Linked DNA regions of Sus scrofa: regions 1 and 3 are each linked to region 2. The links are chromatin contacts, called in public Hi-C and promoter capture Hi-C maps. All regions are on one chromosome and are shown on one strand. Each heading gives the region's core, a stretch centred on a gene start, on an enhancer-like site or on the middle of the called end of the contact. The rest is flanking DNA. Distances are from core to core; before and after follow the strand shown. Region 1 holds the start of BHLHE41 (class E basic helix-loop-helix protein 41). Region 2 overlaps ITPR2 (inositol 1,4,5-trisphosphate receptor type 2). Region 3 has its middle 22 kb from the start of BHLHE41.

Region 1 (4,233 bases), core at 178-2,677, 280 kb after region 2:
GGACAGACCGCGAGCGTCTCCTCACGCTGGGGTGAGCTTGGGCCGCCGCCGCCGCCGCCGGAGTCACGAAGCCAGACGCCGCGCGTCTCCGCCCAGGACTCGGGAGACTGCAGCAGCGCGGCCGCGGCCCCGGCGGCTCCTGGAGGCGGGGAAGAGGCACGACTCCCGCAGACACGTGACCTCCTTCCAGCCGCCGCTTCCCGCGACCCAGATCCGTCCCCGGAACCCGCGCTCGGCGGGGCGGGCCGGGGGACACGTAGCGACGGCCCCAAGTCCCTGCTGCGCCCGGGTTCGCGTGCATTCGGCGTACTTCTCGCCTTGGTTCACGTGCCAGTGGCAGTAATGACTATTTCGGGGATCACCCAGGAGAATGCAGGCAGGAAAGACTTTTGGTTTGATATCTATGTAGATAGATAGATAGATAGATAGATAGATAGATAGATAGATAGATAGATAGATAGATAGATAGATAGATAGATAGGAGAGAGATTAATATATATTCTCCCTATCCCCTCCTGGCAGACCCAGTGGGGGCAATGGGCCCGGAGACCTGGGAATCCCGCAGGACGCGCTTTCCCTCGGTCTCCGATGTCCCTTGCGGCCCGCTGCGCCAGGCACCAGGGGCAGTGCGCAACTGCGGGCACCTCCCGGTAACTCTCACTAGCAGTGAGTCATGCTCCGGGGATGGCTCTGGGGAAAGGTAGCCCGGTTCGAGGTGGCCTGTGCTTTCCCCGAGCGGGGCACCGAGGCTGCAGGGCAAGCGCGCGCACGCGCACACGCGCGCGCGGGTTCCCCGTGCAGTGATGTGGCAGCAGCGGCAGGTCGGATCACGTTGCTGGCCCTGTGCTGGTACCCGTTTGAGACAGGATTAAGGAGGGAGGCTTTGGAGGTACCAGCGGTAGTAAACGTGGGCTCTGCACACTCCCGGCGTCTCTTATCACACGAAGGGGGAGGGGCGGGGAAAGTGCGCAGCGCCACCCGAGGCGCAGAGGGGCGGCGGGGCTTAGCGGGCGATTGGTAATGCTGCATTGCTTTTTCGCGGGAGCCCCTCTCTTGCCACCCCATCCTATTCCCCTCCCTCCCCGCCGCGTTCCTGAGGGAGCTCCTGAGAACCCAAACGTCGTCATCTGTGGCTGTGATTAGTGGCACCGCAATTCCGGCTGCTGCGGGAAGTTTGGACACTGTGGGGCAGAAAGACACTTGGATTGCGACATTCTGACCCAGTGGCTACATTTTCACTTATCTTAAATCTCTCGGGGAGCAGATTTCATGTTGTCCCTTTTGGGGGCAACCTCCAATCAGGTCTAGGGGTCCCCCCAGGCCACTGAGCGTAAGCAAACAAGTCTCCAAATTGTCCTTCGGGACTGAAGTTGACCCATCGCGAATTCTCTTTCTCTTTCCTTTCTCTGGTCCAAACCAACAGCACAGTCTGTGGAAAAGTAAAAAGCCACGTTCACGTTCCTATCCGTAAGGACAGACGGATTGAAGGAGTCGCACTTCCCAGCGGAGGAAGCCCAAGCTGCCCCGCACCCCCGGGCGCCCCCTCCCACTCCCCCAGCTGACTGCGCTGCCTTGGGGAAGCTTAATAGCCTGGCTGAAGTTGTTTTTCCTTTCCGGTGGCCCTGATCAGGTGTCCCCGCCCCCTCCCGCCGTCCGCCTTCCCTAGCAGCCTTCTCCCGACGCCCCCTCCTGGCCCGGCCCCTCCTCCCCCGCCCCCCTCCGGGCTGGACCGCGGATGGTACGTTCCGCACGTGAGCTGGGTGCTGGTCTGGCCGGCGACGCGCGTGCCCTGTGGCCAAACACTGCCCGGAGTGAGAGCAAACTACCAGCGCAGTGGAGCCAGCGCGAGTGTGCGTGCGTGTGTGTGCGTGTGTGTGCGAGAGAGCGAGCGCGGAGGGAGGGGGGGACCAACTGCTTCACACTTTCAACACTGCACTGAAGAGGGAGAGAGAGAGAGAGACTGGAGACGTACAGATTCCCCCCAGGATCTCCCAGGGCTACCGTCCCACAGATTATAGAACAGAACCCCAAAAATCGAAACAGAGGAAACGGACAGCGATTGAACATGGACGAAGGAATTCCTCATTTGCAAGAAAGACAGTTACTGGAACATAGAGATTTTATAGGGTAAGGTGCACGCACCCTTGCGAATATCTGTCTAGGCTTCAGTTTGATTTTTTTTTTTTTTTTTCTTCTCCAGAAAGTGGTATGGAGCGGGGAGGGCAGAGCCCCTCTCGGAATGGGTTCCTGATGCTGATTTCTATTTTGCAGACTGGATTATTCCTCTTTGTATATGTGTAAGCCCAAAAGGAGCATGAAGCGAGACGATAGCAAGGTAAGTGTAAGTTTCCGACGTTCCTCTTAACCTGCCTGGATAGTTAATTAGGGCCATTGATTTAACAGGGAAGTCTGCCCGCAAATATATTACAGATCTTGAGCTTCCCCAACTGAATTTTAAGTGGTTTGCTGGATACTCTCAGGGGGAGTTTAAACATCATACCTGAATTTAAATTGCATTTCAGAACAGTCCAGAGGAAAGAGGTTTCTTGGGCATAGTTTCTCACATAGTATGTTTTGGGGGGAGGATGGCAGGGTATTGTTAAATCCAGTGAATGAATGTTTAGTTTATTGTTTTCTCTCTTCCATGACTCTCATGTATTAAGGATACCTACAAATTACCGCACAGATTAATAGAAAAGAAAAGAAGAGACCGAATTAATGAATGCATTGCTCAGCTGAAAGACTTACTGCCTGAACATCTAAAGTTGACAGTAAGATGCACATTTTTATTCTTTGCTGCTCTCCAAGGGTGTGTTAATAGCCTGGTACTAGTCCCAGGGTTATAAGAATAAAATGTAAATATCACATGCCTTACAACTTGTGCTATAGTGGAGAGTTTCCTGCAAACTCAAGAGTAGGTGTTCACAACTGATTTCTTAATCATTTATAACCTGTATTGTTGAAGCTCAAGAAGTATAGGAATGGTACTTCTTTCAAAGTGCTTGCTTAAGTTGCTGAGCTGAATGGAAAGCCAGTCATGCCAAATGTGTTTTTAAGTAACCAAGTGCCCCCGTCTCTTTTGCACCACTGCAGACTCTGGGGCATCTGGAGAAAGCGGTAGTATTGGAATTGACTTTGAAACACTTAAAAGCTTTAACAGCCTTAACAGAGCAGCAGCATCAGAAGATAATTGCTTTACAGAATGGTAAGTCAGTTCAGGGAGGCAAACCCACCCTGATAGACCGGGCAGCCCACAGAGAAGCAATGTTAGGACTCTTTCCCCATCCCCACCTCACCTCCTTCTTGGCCCCACGGGTTCACTCTCTTTTGTTAAATTGCTTATACTTTCCCTTCACTGGAAAGTACCCACTTCCCGAAAGCATCCTAGAGGCTTTCATTAGAACTCGCAGGAATCAGATTTTTATTTAAAGTGGCGATTGCGCCCTCTCCACTTTGGTTTTTCAGCTGCAAGTAGAGCGCCCCCCTGCTCCTCACCCCCGCCACCCCGCACTCCTCCCACCTCTCTGCAACCGGTGGATTATATCATAGGAATACACAGGAAAAACTGGGATCACTTTAGTCAATGCAGGGCCCACGTGATAAGCAGATGTTTTAACGTCGGTATTTTTCTTCTTGCCTCCATTCCTCTGTTCCCCACCCCTCTACCCCTTCCTCATCCTAGGGGAGCGATCTTTGAAATCGCCCATTCAGTCCGACTTGGATGCGTTCCACTCGGGATTTCAAACATGCGCCAAAGAAGTCTTGCAATACCTCGCCCGGTTTGAGAGCTGGACGCCCAGGGAGCCTCGGTGTGTCCAGCTGATCAACCACTTGCACGCCGTGGCCACCCAGTTCTTACCCACCCCGCAGCTGTTGACTCAACAGGTTCCTCTGAGCAAAGGCACCGGCGCGCCCACCACCGCCCCCGCCGGGTCCGTGGCCGCCGCTTGCCTGGAGCGCGCGGGGCAGAAGCTGGAGCCCCTCGCCCACTGCGTGCCGGTCATCCAGCGGACTCAGCCCAGCGCCGAGCTCGCCGCTGAGAACGATACAGACACGGACAGCGGCTACGGCGGCGAGGCCGAGGCCCGGCCAGACCGCGAGAAAGGCAAAGGCGCGGGGGCGAGCCGCGTCACCATCAAGCAGGAGCCCCCCGGGGAGGACTCGCCGGCGCCCAAGAGGATGAAGCTGGATTCCCGCGGCGGCGGCGGCGGTCCGGGGGGTGGCGCGGCGGCG
Region 2 (4,560 bases), core at 1,466-3,965:
ATTAAAACCAATTAGTTGCATTCTGGGGTGACTTCAAAATAACTCATGAATGCATGTTGGTAGGGTTATGAAATCTTTCCAAGTTTTTGAATTCCCATTGGGACTCAGTGGTAACGAACCTAACTAGTATCCATGAGGATGTAGGTTCAATCCCTGGCCTCGCTTAGAGGGTTAAGGATCCGGTGTTGCTGTGAGTTGTGGTGTAGGTTGCAGACGCAGCTTGGATCCTGCACTGCTGTGGCTGTGGTGTAGGCTGGCAACTGCAGCTCTGATTCAGTCCCTAGCCTGGGAGCTTCCATGTGCCACAGGTACAGCCCTAAAAAGAAAAAGAAAAAAAAAAAACTTTCCAAATTTAAACTGTGTATTGCATTACAACAAGGAAATTGTGATTATGGACCTTATAGAGGAGTTGATTATTACGTAAAGAACAGAAATTAGGCTGCCTCTTGTCTATCAGTTTTCTCAGGCATGGAAGTTTACTCTTTGCCTCTGAACAGGAACAGCCCCCATGATTTAGTATGCAGAATATCAGACCTGAACAAATTCTAATGGAATTTCATATATTAAGATGGCAAGGCTGAAACATCTCTCATTGGCTGCAGATTCTCAAGTGTCATGCCAGGAGCTTAGACAATGTCAGTCCTCCAACAGACTGGTCCTGTCACGTTGTCCATTCATATCTTGTGTTTCCTCATCACTGAAACAGCTAGACTCTGTGGTCTCTAATGCGTATTCTAATGCCATCTGTCAAGTAGAAATAAGCTTGAGTTGTATGTACTTGACCCTCTAAGGCCAAGAACAAAACCTTCTCCAGAAATTGACAGATCATTAGATCCTCCTCAAATCTCTAATCTCTGACCTTCAGAACTAGGATTTGTCTACCTCTTGTGCAGCTTCTGGGATGGGGGCCCACTGCCACCAAATGAATTTAGCACAATGACATAGTGAAGTGGTTTTTAATACAAGATAAGTCCCTCCACTGGGGAGGAAAAGTGTGAGTCCTGGGGCATGAAACAGGTCTGAGAACAGACTAGGATGTTTTCTCCACAACACTTGAAAAAAAGAAAGTGGATCTTATTTTTTCCAACTTGGAATACTATATATATTCATTTAGCAAATAATGGTTAAATATATCCTCTTTGGTAGACAATGTGCTAAATCAACATGCCTTGAAAATGTGTGTATATATGTACAGTGTTTTTTTAATATTTATAAAAATTTTTATTTCAGGAGCCCTTGTTTGCTGCCCGAGTGGTGTATGACCTTCTCTTCTATTTCATTGTTATCATTATCGTTCTTAACTTGATTTTTGGGGTTATCATTGATACTTTCGCTGATCTCAGAAGTGAAAAACAGAAAAAAGAAGAAATTCTAAAGACAACCTGCTTCATCTGTGGTAAGTGTGCTCAAGATACTAAAATAACAGATGAAGCAACTGCCCAAAAGGAAGGAGGGGCTAGCATGATTTTTATTTGTTATACTTTGGGAAAATTATTTCAAAATGAAAGCTGGACAAAATTCAGATTATGTAACTGAGCATTGGACTGGGGTACTCCGCTTCCAGAAATAGAAGAATTACACCCCAAAGCTATCTTGTTCTTTCTGCAGTTTGTATAATTCTCCAACTATAGAACGTGTTGCAAAATGCCAACAGGTTCCACCGACTGGCAAACAGATTTTTAATCACAATAACATATTGATTAAACAATAGAATGGTTTTTATTTTGTTTTGCTAGATTATGAATCCACAGATGATTATTCCAGCAGCTTGAACTTCTTTTCACTGGCTGCACTTTGTTTTTGATTCTGAACTGTGCTTTCTCTCAGTTTCTGTCTCTCCCTCCCTCTCTCCCAACTTCTCTCTCTCTCTCATACCCTATCCTCCCCTTCTTCCATCATTAGCTCTCTCTGGCCAACCCAACCTTCTCTTTGTCCTCATTATTTCCTTTGGCTCTACCCTCTGTGTTTTAGATCTCAGCCCTTTATGGCTTTAGTTGTCTCCATAGCTGGCTTAATCACCCTGGGATCCTTTTTCCTATTCTACCAACTCCTGGTGACACTCACTCACCATCCATTTTTCCACATCAAGCTAAAGAATCTCTTGATAAAAGTCGTAAAACAAGCATAAGGGCTTCACTGCAACGTTTATTCTCTGTAACTTAAATTGGACCCCCAATAAGTCCCCTTCCCTCCTAGGTTTTCCACCTTTTGTCAACTGTCTCATTTCCCTGAATAGCTCTTCCAAGCCTTTCTAGCATTCCTCCAACAGACAAAGGTGTCCCAAATACTAACTTGTAATCATGGGCTGTGTTCCAAGGAAATGAACACAAATTAGATGTGCCCTTCTTCAGGGTGTTCACAAGCTGTCGTGGAATACAGACAATAAATATCATTGCTGTCTATTGCATGGAGGGAAAGGATGGATAAATTCATGGGTTGTGAACACCTTATTGGGCTGTAGCAGGGGGCAGGTGAGAAAAAGTCAGGAAGGGTTTCTTAGAAGAGATGCTGATGGAGCTGATGGTAAAAGATGGAAGGAAGAGCCATTTCAGAGTGGGAGAAGCAGAGTGGCCAGCATAAGGAAAGGCATGGAGGGGAGAACAGCATGAGAAGAATCTGCATTTCCTAGGAACAGCTCAGTGTTGCTGGAGTATCAGTTTTGGAGCCGGGCATGCCAAGCACAGAGATTGGCCAGATCTGATGTGGCCTTTTCTGTTAAAAAGCTTGGACTTTGTCCTTTGGACTTGTAACGAATGGTGAACCATTAAAGAACTGTTAAGTAGAGGAGTGCAGGGTCTAATTTTTATTTGAGAGCATTGTGGCAGCTATGGAAAGTTGTTCATCAGAGGACAACATTGGAGCCAGAGAAACCAGATAGAATTACTGGTGTAGTCCATGAGAGATAATGAAACCTAGATCCAGGAGAGTTAGTGGTAGCAGTGTTCAAGGTAGGGGACAGAGTTAAGACATAATTGGGAAGATAGAATTTTAAAATCTTAATGGTTTGAAATGAATATGAAAGAGCGTGGTGCCTGGGTGGATGGTATTACCAACAGTCGAGTTTTAGAATAGAAGAAGAAAAAGAATTTTAGGTAGGACTGTGCTGAGTTTGGCTTTCAAAATACTGAATTTGAGGTCTGTACTGAGCACTCCAGTGGGATACACACTTATTCCAGAGGTCAACATATGGGTTTGCACCTCAGAGGAGTCTGGACTGGAGACAGTATTGGGGGAACCCTCAGCCTGAATGGGACAGAACAAGCTGGAGTGTGGGAGAAGGCTCCCAGGTGAGAGGAGAAGATAGGATTGAAGTAGATCAGCACTGAAAAGTTGAAAGAAAGAGAATCTCTCTCTCTCTCTCTCTCTCTCTCACACACACACACACACACACACACACACACACACACACGTGCGTGCCCAGAGTGTTCAGTCTGAATGGTATGATGACAACCAGTCATGGGTGACACGTGAAAGGAAGGGGAGAAAACAGCCTGGGAAAGAAAAGAATTGATTATCAACTGGATCAAAGCCAAGAAGGCCAATAACGTGAACTGAAGCAGAGCCTTTGGCTTTCTCATTTAGGAGGTTTTGGTGTTTTCAGAGAGGAGTTTCCATGAGGGTAAAGGCAGATTCCAGATTGCACGGTGCTGGGGAGGGACTTGCTGGAAGGAGTGATGTAGAAGGAGGAGTCTTTATATGCCTAGATTAGATGGAGGAACGCAAGACTGACGTGGCACCAGGAAGATGTACAATAACTGGAGGATTTGGGAATGAGAGTTATTATGTAGAAGAGTGAGCCCCAAGGAAGAAAGAGATGCTGCCCTTGGAGATCCTCCCATGTCTCATGATCTTGTCTTTATGCTGCTTCCCCAAAGCCTTTTTCTTCACAATCATGATAATTAGTATGTGAATGCACTACCTCTGAAACATGGGATTCTTTGGGAAAATCTATCAGTAGGATGTGAGCCTCATCCTAAGACATGATCCATTCTCCCCCATTCTAGCAACACAAAAACATGAGTAGCAAAATAAGAGCATCCCTTCACCCCTTTCCTGCTCCTCTGGGCTTTCCCTTCTGTCAAAATTCTCTCTGGCTTTTTGCAGTGATCAAAAAGCCTATAACCTATAAATTCCTTAAAATATCACAATGACCTTCATCACCAAATTGAAATGTTTTTCTCAAAGCTCATCATGAATTTCCTGCTGACCTTTTCATCTAGCTCAGATTGCACATTCTCTGGGTCCATCTCAAGGCCCTAGTTCTCCTCCCAATCCCTGAAACAGATCTAGTTTTATCATTGACTCCTTGTCTCTTTTCCTTGCCCTCCTCTTTAACACCATTTTATGCAGATTATTGACAAATATACAGCCAGGGCTACAACCTCTCTCCAGACTTTTGACTTTGTTTTCAATTTGGCTCTTTGTGTGTGTTTTTTAATATTTAAAGCTCTAATAACCAGTAATAAACCCCTTGCACAGAGAAATATGCATTTTATTTATTTATTTACATATTTTTCTCTTTTTATGGCCACGTCTGTGGCATATGGAAGTTCCCAGGCA
Region 3 (4,455 bases), core at 1,405-3,904, 300 kb after region 2:
TCAGGAATCTTTTTCCTTCGGTTTGATCTAGGTTTACAGTAAGCTGTGTTTTTCTCAAACATTGATAGTTTCTGCCCAAAGCACACATGGTTGGTTTGGAGTACTGCACCCCTTTCCTCTCACGGTGGGAGAATTATGTGCTCTCTGGCTCATACAGAGAACAAAGTAATTGAACCAGTGTAGGACAAAAATAATGTCTCCTAAATTCTAATTTCGAAATTTCCCTGAATGTCTTCACTTAGAATACTTCTTTTTTTTTTTTTGTCTTTTTGTCATTTCTTGGGCTGCTCCCACGGCATATGGAGGTTCCCAGACTAGGGGTCAAATCGGAGCTGTAGCCACTGCAACGCGGGATCTGAGCCGCGTCTGCAACCTACGCCACAGCTCACGGCAACGCTGGATCCTTAACCCACCGAGCAAGGCCAGGGAACGAACCTGTAACCTCCTGGTTCCTAGTCGGATTCCTTAACCACTGAGCCACAACGGGAACTCCCACTTAGAATACTTCTGATGTGTTTCCCTTTCTTGTTTCCGCTTGTGAAATTTTATTGACCATATTGACAACAAGTGTGGGCTCTTGGGTTTTGGCTAATAGTTAATCTAGATGTCCCTGCTGCCTAGCACCATGCCTAGCATTCAGTAAATATATTTTTTTTATTTATTTATTTTTTAGTGTCACTCCCTGACACATGAAAGTTCCCAGGCGAGGGGTCGAATTGGAGCTGTAGCCACTGGCCTATAACCACAGCCACACCAACCTGGCCATGTCTGCGACCAGGGGGAGGCCAGGTATTGAACCCATGTCTTCATGGATACTAGTCGAGTTTGTTACTGCTGAGCCACAGTGGGAATTCCTCAGTAAATATTTTTAGAATCAATTTGTTCAACCCTCCATTCATTCCCTCATAAGATGAATGGCCCCTCTAAATTTTAAATTTCTCTTATACTGGAAATAGGTAAAATTTGGTGGTATTGACAATATATATGTAGTTGAGAAAAGCATCACATTACCTTTTACTTCATGGGTTGAAAATATTTTTGAAGGAGTTTTATGTTGTAAGACTACTATACTCTTCATTTATTATAAATTGATAATAAATTAATTAGGGAATGTTAAATTAATTCTACAGTTGAGCCTAAAGGGATAAACATTTTATCATTTTCTGTAGCTGAAAAAAAAGTTTTCTAGATGAATATACTCAGTATCCAGTAGGGAGAAAAATGTGAAATGGATAGGAGCTAACCTATCCCGGTAGCTCTCTTTTTTCCTATAGATGCTAAGGTCCCTATGATGTACACATCACCCAGCTCACAAAACGTCCTGGTGACACCTGCCAGTGTTACGAGGCTCAAGATCAGTTAGGTGGAACCAGCAGAGACTGCTACAGGTTGTCTCTTTTCTTGTGCTGGATGATCTCCTATCGATTCAGCTACCTTGCCTTCACCAGGTCTTTGAAATCCATAGTAAGCAGCAGGTTATTAGATCAAAGTAGTGGAGTGAGTCTGAAAATGGCATTTTCCCCCAAATTCAGAGCTTTTTGTCCTCAGGGGGGATGGAAGATTCTCATCTGTGATCTCCTGCATCTTGGCATCTTGGGCAGACAGTACTTGCTTTTAACCCTGGAAGGATTTCCATGTGGAGTGGAGTATTCCTGACATGTTACTTGAAGCATATTGCTTCCATGTTCTCCCATGTTCAACTCCAATAAAGTAGGTATTCCCAGGTTATACAAATCCCAGATCTATATCACCTAGAGAAAAGTAATGTATCTTGAATGTACAAATGCAGTAATCAGGATACAGGTTATCATCAGATTCATGTAAAGGCATTGTCTGGACAGGCAAAGCAAAGGCAAAAATAGGCTAAGGCTTGACCTCAGAACTCTGTTCCCTTAAGCTGGGTGCTCAAAAGAGCTTACCCGGTTCCCTTTGGGCCTTCCTATTGTATATTCTTCTGAGAATCAAAAGGCCTGGAGTGCAAATTCTGGCTCCACTACTTAATTGCATAAACTTGGGAAAAACACTGACACCTCTTGCTCTCTGTTTCCTTATCTGTGTAAGGAGGGGGTGATGGTATAATGTCCACGAGTGTTTGGAGCTTCGTGAATGTTCAAATGCTGAACAAATAATTGTAGTTGGTCCTTGGGAGACAGTCTAGCATGGAGGTCAAGAGCGTGGAATCTGAAATGAGACTGCCTGGTGTGAGCCTCAGTCACCAGCTTTATTACCTTAGGTGTTACTTCTCTAAATCTATGTTTCCTTCCCTGTAAAGAGGATGATTTTAATAAGACAGAATAGCTATAAGGATTAAATGACATCATCTAAAACCTCTTGTATCTGCATATCCTTCTGGGGGGATTTCTGGGGCCATGCAATGCTGTGGAAGCCTCAGCAGGAAGGAAGATGGATGTAGCTTCTGGGCTGATGCACCTGCCTGCCCCAGCTGCGTTAGTCCCTTTCTGAGGCCATGGAGCTGCACAGGGTTCTGCAGTATCTCTACACAGTGTATTCTATGTCAGCAACCCCGATGAGGTGCAGTGGGCCTGCCCTTCCTGCTCCCCAGACTCTGACCAACCTCCAGCCGCTTGATAGGTTGTAAAACTAGTTTTCTTGGTGTCTTGCCATCTAATCAGTTCTCACGTGAGTGTTTTTCTGGGTCAGAGGATCTTGGGTTCTTGGGTTCACTGTGGTCAGAGTCTACTGCCACCTAACAGGAAGTTGCTTCACTAACGAGATAATTCAGTATTTCTTCAGGAACTTGCAGGCTGTTGCTGGGCAACAAACTCCAATATCTGAAATCTATAGATCTTCCAGTTTTTCTAACTAGCACAATTGAATACTGCTTAGTCAGGAACATCTGAGGAGTCCCAGGCTATCAAACACCTTTAATTACGTTCATGCTGATTGGCATTTCCTATCTGGGGCCCTGAACAGCCAAACAAGTCAAGTGAATCTAGTCAGGGCAAGACAGCCCTTCCTGAGCTAGGCAATTTTTCCCACCAACAGCCTCCCTGTTTCTGGTGCAGAAAAGAGATATGACAATGGCTCTTCGCCATGTGCCTCTGACTGTATATGCTGGGCACTGGGTTAAGCGCATAACATATTGATTTATTAAATTTATCGGGTGGGTGTTACCATGTAAGGAAACCCAGGCACTGAAAGATTAAGGAACTTGCTCCTGGTCACACAGCCACTCTTCCCTAAGCTGTTTGGCCATTTGTTAGTCCATACCTGATTTTAGCAACCAGTGGGGGATTAAAAAAAAAATCTTCATAATAACAGTTAATTTATCTCTAATAATTGTAGAGGACTATTTCTATCACTAAATTTACCTTGAAGCATTTGATTCCAAACAGCCATATAAAAGAATTTTAGGAGTTCCCATTTGTGGCTCAGCAGTAACGAACCCAACTAGTATCTATGAGGACATGGGTTCGATCCCTGGCCTCGCTCAGTGGGTTAAAGGATTTGGTGTTGCTGTGAGCTGTGTTGTAGGTCGAAGACGTGGCTCAGATCCTGTGTTACTGTGGCTGTGGTGCAGACCAGCAGCTCCAGCTCCTATTTGACCCCTAGCCTGGAAACTTCGTATGCAGTGGGTTTGGCCCTAAAAAGACCAGAAAAAAAAAAAAAAAAAAAAAGAAGAAGAAGAAGAAGAAGAAATTTAAAAACTGGACTAATTTCATAGTCATGTAATTCTGACTCAAAGAAAATGTATATTTGTGTCAAAATAGAGTATCACGATTTTATTAATAATATTTCAAGAGAATTTTTTTCCCTTAAAATTTGCTTTATCCCCCTAATGTGAAATCTTATTAAAGTTTTACCTTTATTTTTTTCTTGTGTATCTACTCTGATTTTGGTTTATTGGGACCTAACCTATCTAATATGGATAGGATACAAATTAAATGCTTCCAAAATATCCAGATAAAAATTTCACCCAGTCAATTGCTTTGTCACCTCTAGTAATATCCTTTTAAATCCACACTTTTTGTTTTCATTTGTTTTTCTAGAAAGAAATTTTCTTCAGAGTAGCAAAGATTTTGTTGTTAATTAGACATTATTTGTTTAAAGCAAAACATCCTACACCTAGTAGATACTTAGTAATGTTTAATGAATGAAATTAATTACTATGTACTTTTGACAATTCTATATTTATAGCTATATCATGTAAGAATGCTCAATTTACAATTGTCTGTTTAAAAATTATTACTCAATAAAAATTTGTTCATGGGCCAGCTACTAACCATTTCTTGTTACTGACTATACCCTCTGCGCAAAGATCAGGGGTGTGGTGGGGAGGCAGGGAGGTATGGTGGGGTAGGAAGACATCCCTTAGAGCCTTGTGTCTCAAACCTCTGAGACGCAACCCCCCTTTTTATAATAAATATTCCATTATCCTCCTTTACTACCCTGAAACAAAATCCATAGAAAACATAGTTTATAAAATACATGATT

What was found. Promoter capture Hi-C pulls out the DNA fragments that hold promoters and counts their contacts. Hi-C and Micro-C count contacts between places; a contact is called where the count stands out from the background.
Region 1: a contact with region 2 is called in a promoter capture Hi-C map of liver, with 7 times the contacts expected there. The contact joins the promoter of BHLHE41 here to the enhancer-like site in region 2. A contact is called at or near these places in 2 of 5 promoter capture datasets (fetal liver and liver), 5 of 47 Hi-C or Micro-C datasets (embryonic fibroblasts, liver, mesenteric adipose tissue and 1 more) and 2 of 2 datasets of contacts at active chromatin or transcription factors (alveolar macrophages and skeletal muscle).
Region 3: a contact with region 2 is called in a Hi-C map of liver, with 2.7 times the contacts expected there. The contact joins two enhancer-like sites. A contact is called at or near these places in 6 of 47 Hi-C or Micro-C datasets (alveolar macrophages, epiblast stem cells, liver and 2 more) and 2 of 2 datasets of contacts at active chromatin or transcription factors (alveolar macrophages and skeletal muscle).

The regions. Positions count from the first base shown.
Region 1 is chr5:47,686,235-47,690,467 of Sscrofa11.1, forward strand. It overlaps BHLHE41 (class E basic helix-loop-helix protein 41), which reads left to right and starts at 1,428. Exons shown (of 5, transcript XM_003355541.4): 1 at 1,428-2,127; 2 at 2,272-2,335; 3 at 2,664-2,771; 4 at 3,094-3,205; 5 at 3,683-4,233. The coding sequence starts at 2,066.
Region 2 is chr5:47,402,831-47,407,390 of Sscrofa11.1, forward strand. ITPR2 (inositol 1,4,5-trisphosphate receptor type 2) reads left to right here. Exons shown (of 58, transcript XM_021092920.1): 55 at 1,231-1,396. Among named protein-coding and RNA genes, the nearest start is that of SSPN, 200 kb to the right of the region's middle. Within about 2 kb of position 2,716, at least 3 of the 83 cell types and tissues checked have an H3K27ac peak or open chromatin away from gene starts, as enhancers often do. A contact at or near this core is called in liver and mesenteric adipose tissue, where this site is marked.
Region 3 is chr5:47,707,132-47,711,586 of Sscrofa11.1, forward strand. No RefSeq gene overlaps it. Among named protein-coding and RNA genes, the nearest start is that of BHLHE41, 22 kb to the left of the region's middle. Within about 2 kb of position 2,655, at least 18 of the 83 cell types and tissues checked have an H3K27ac peak or open chromatin away from gene starts, as enhancers often do. A contact at or near this core is called in liver, where this site is marked.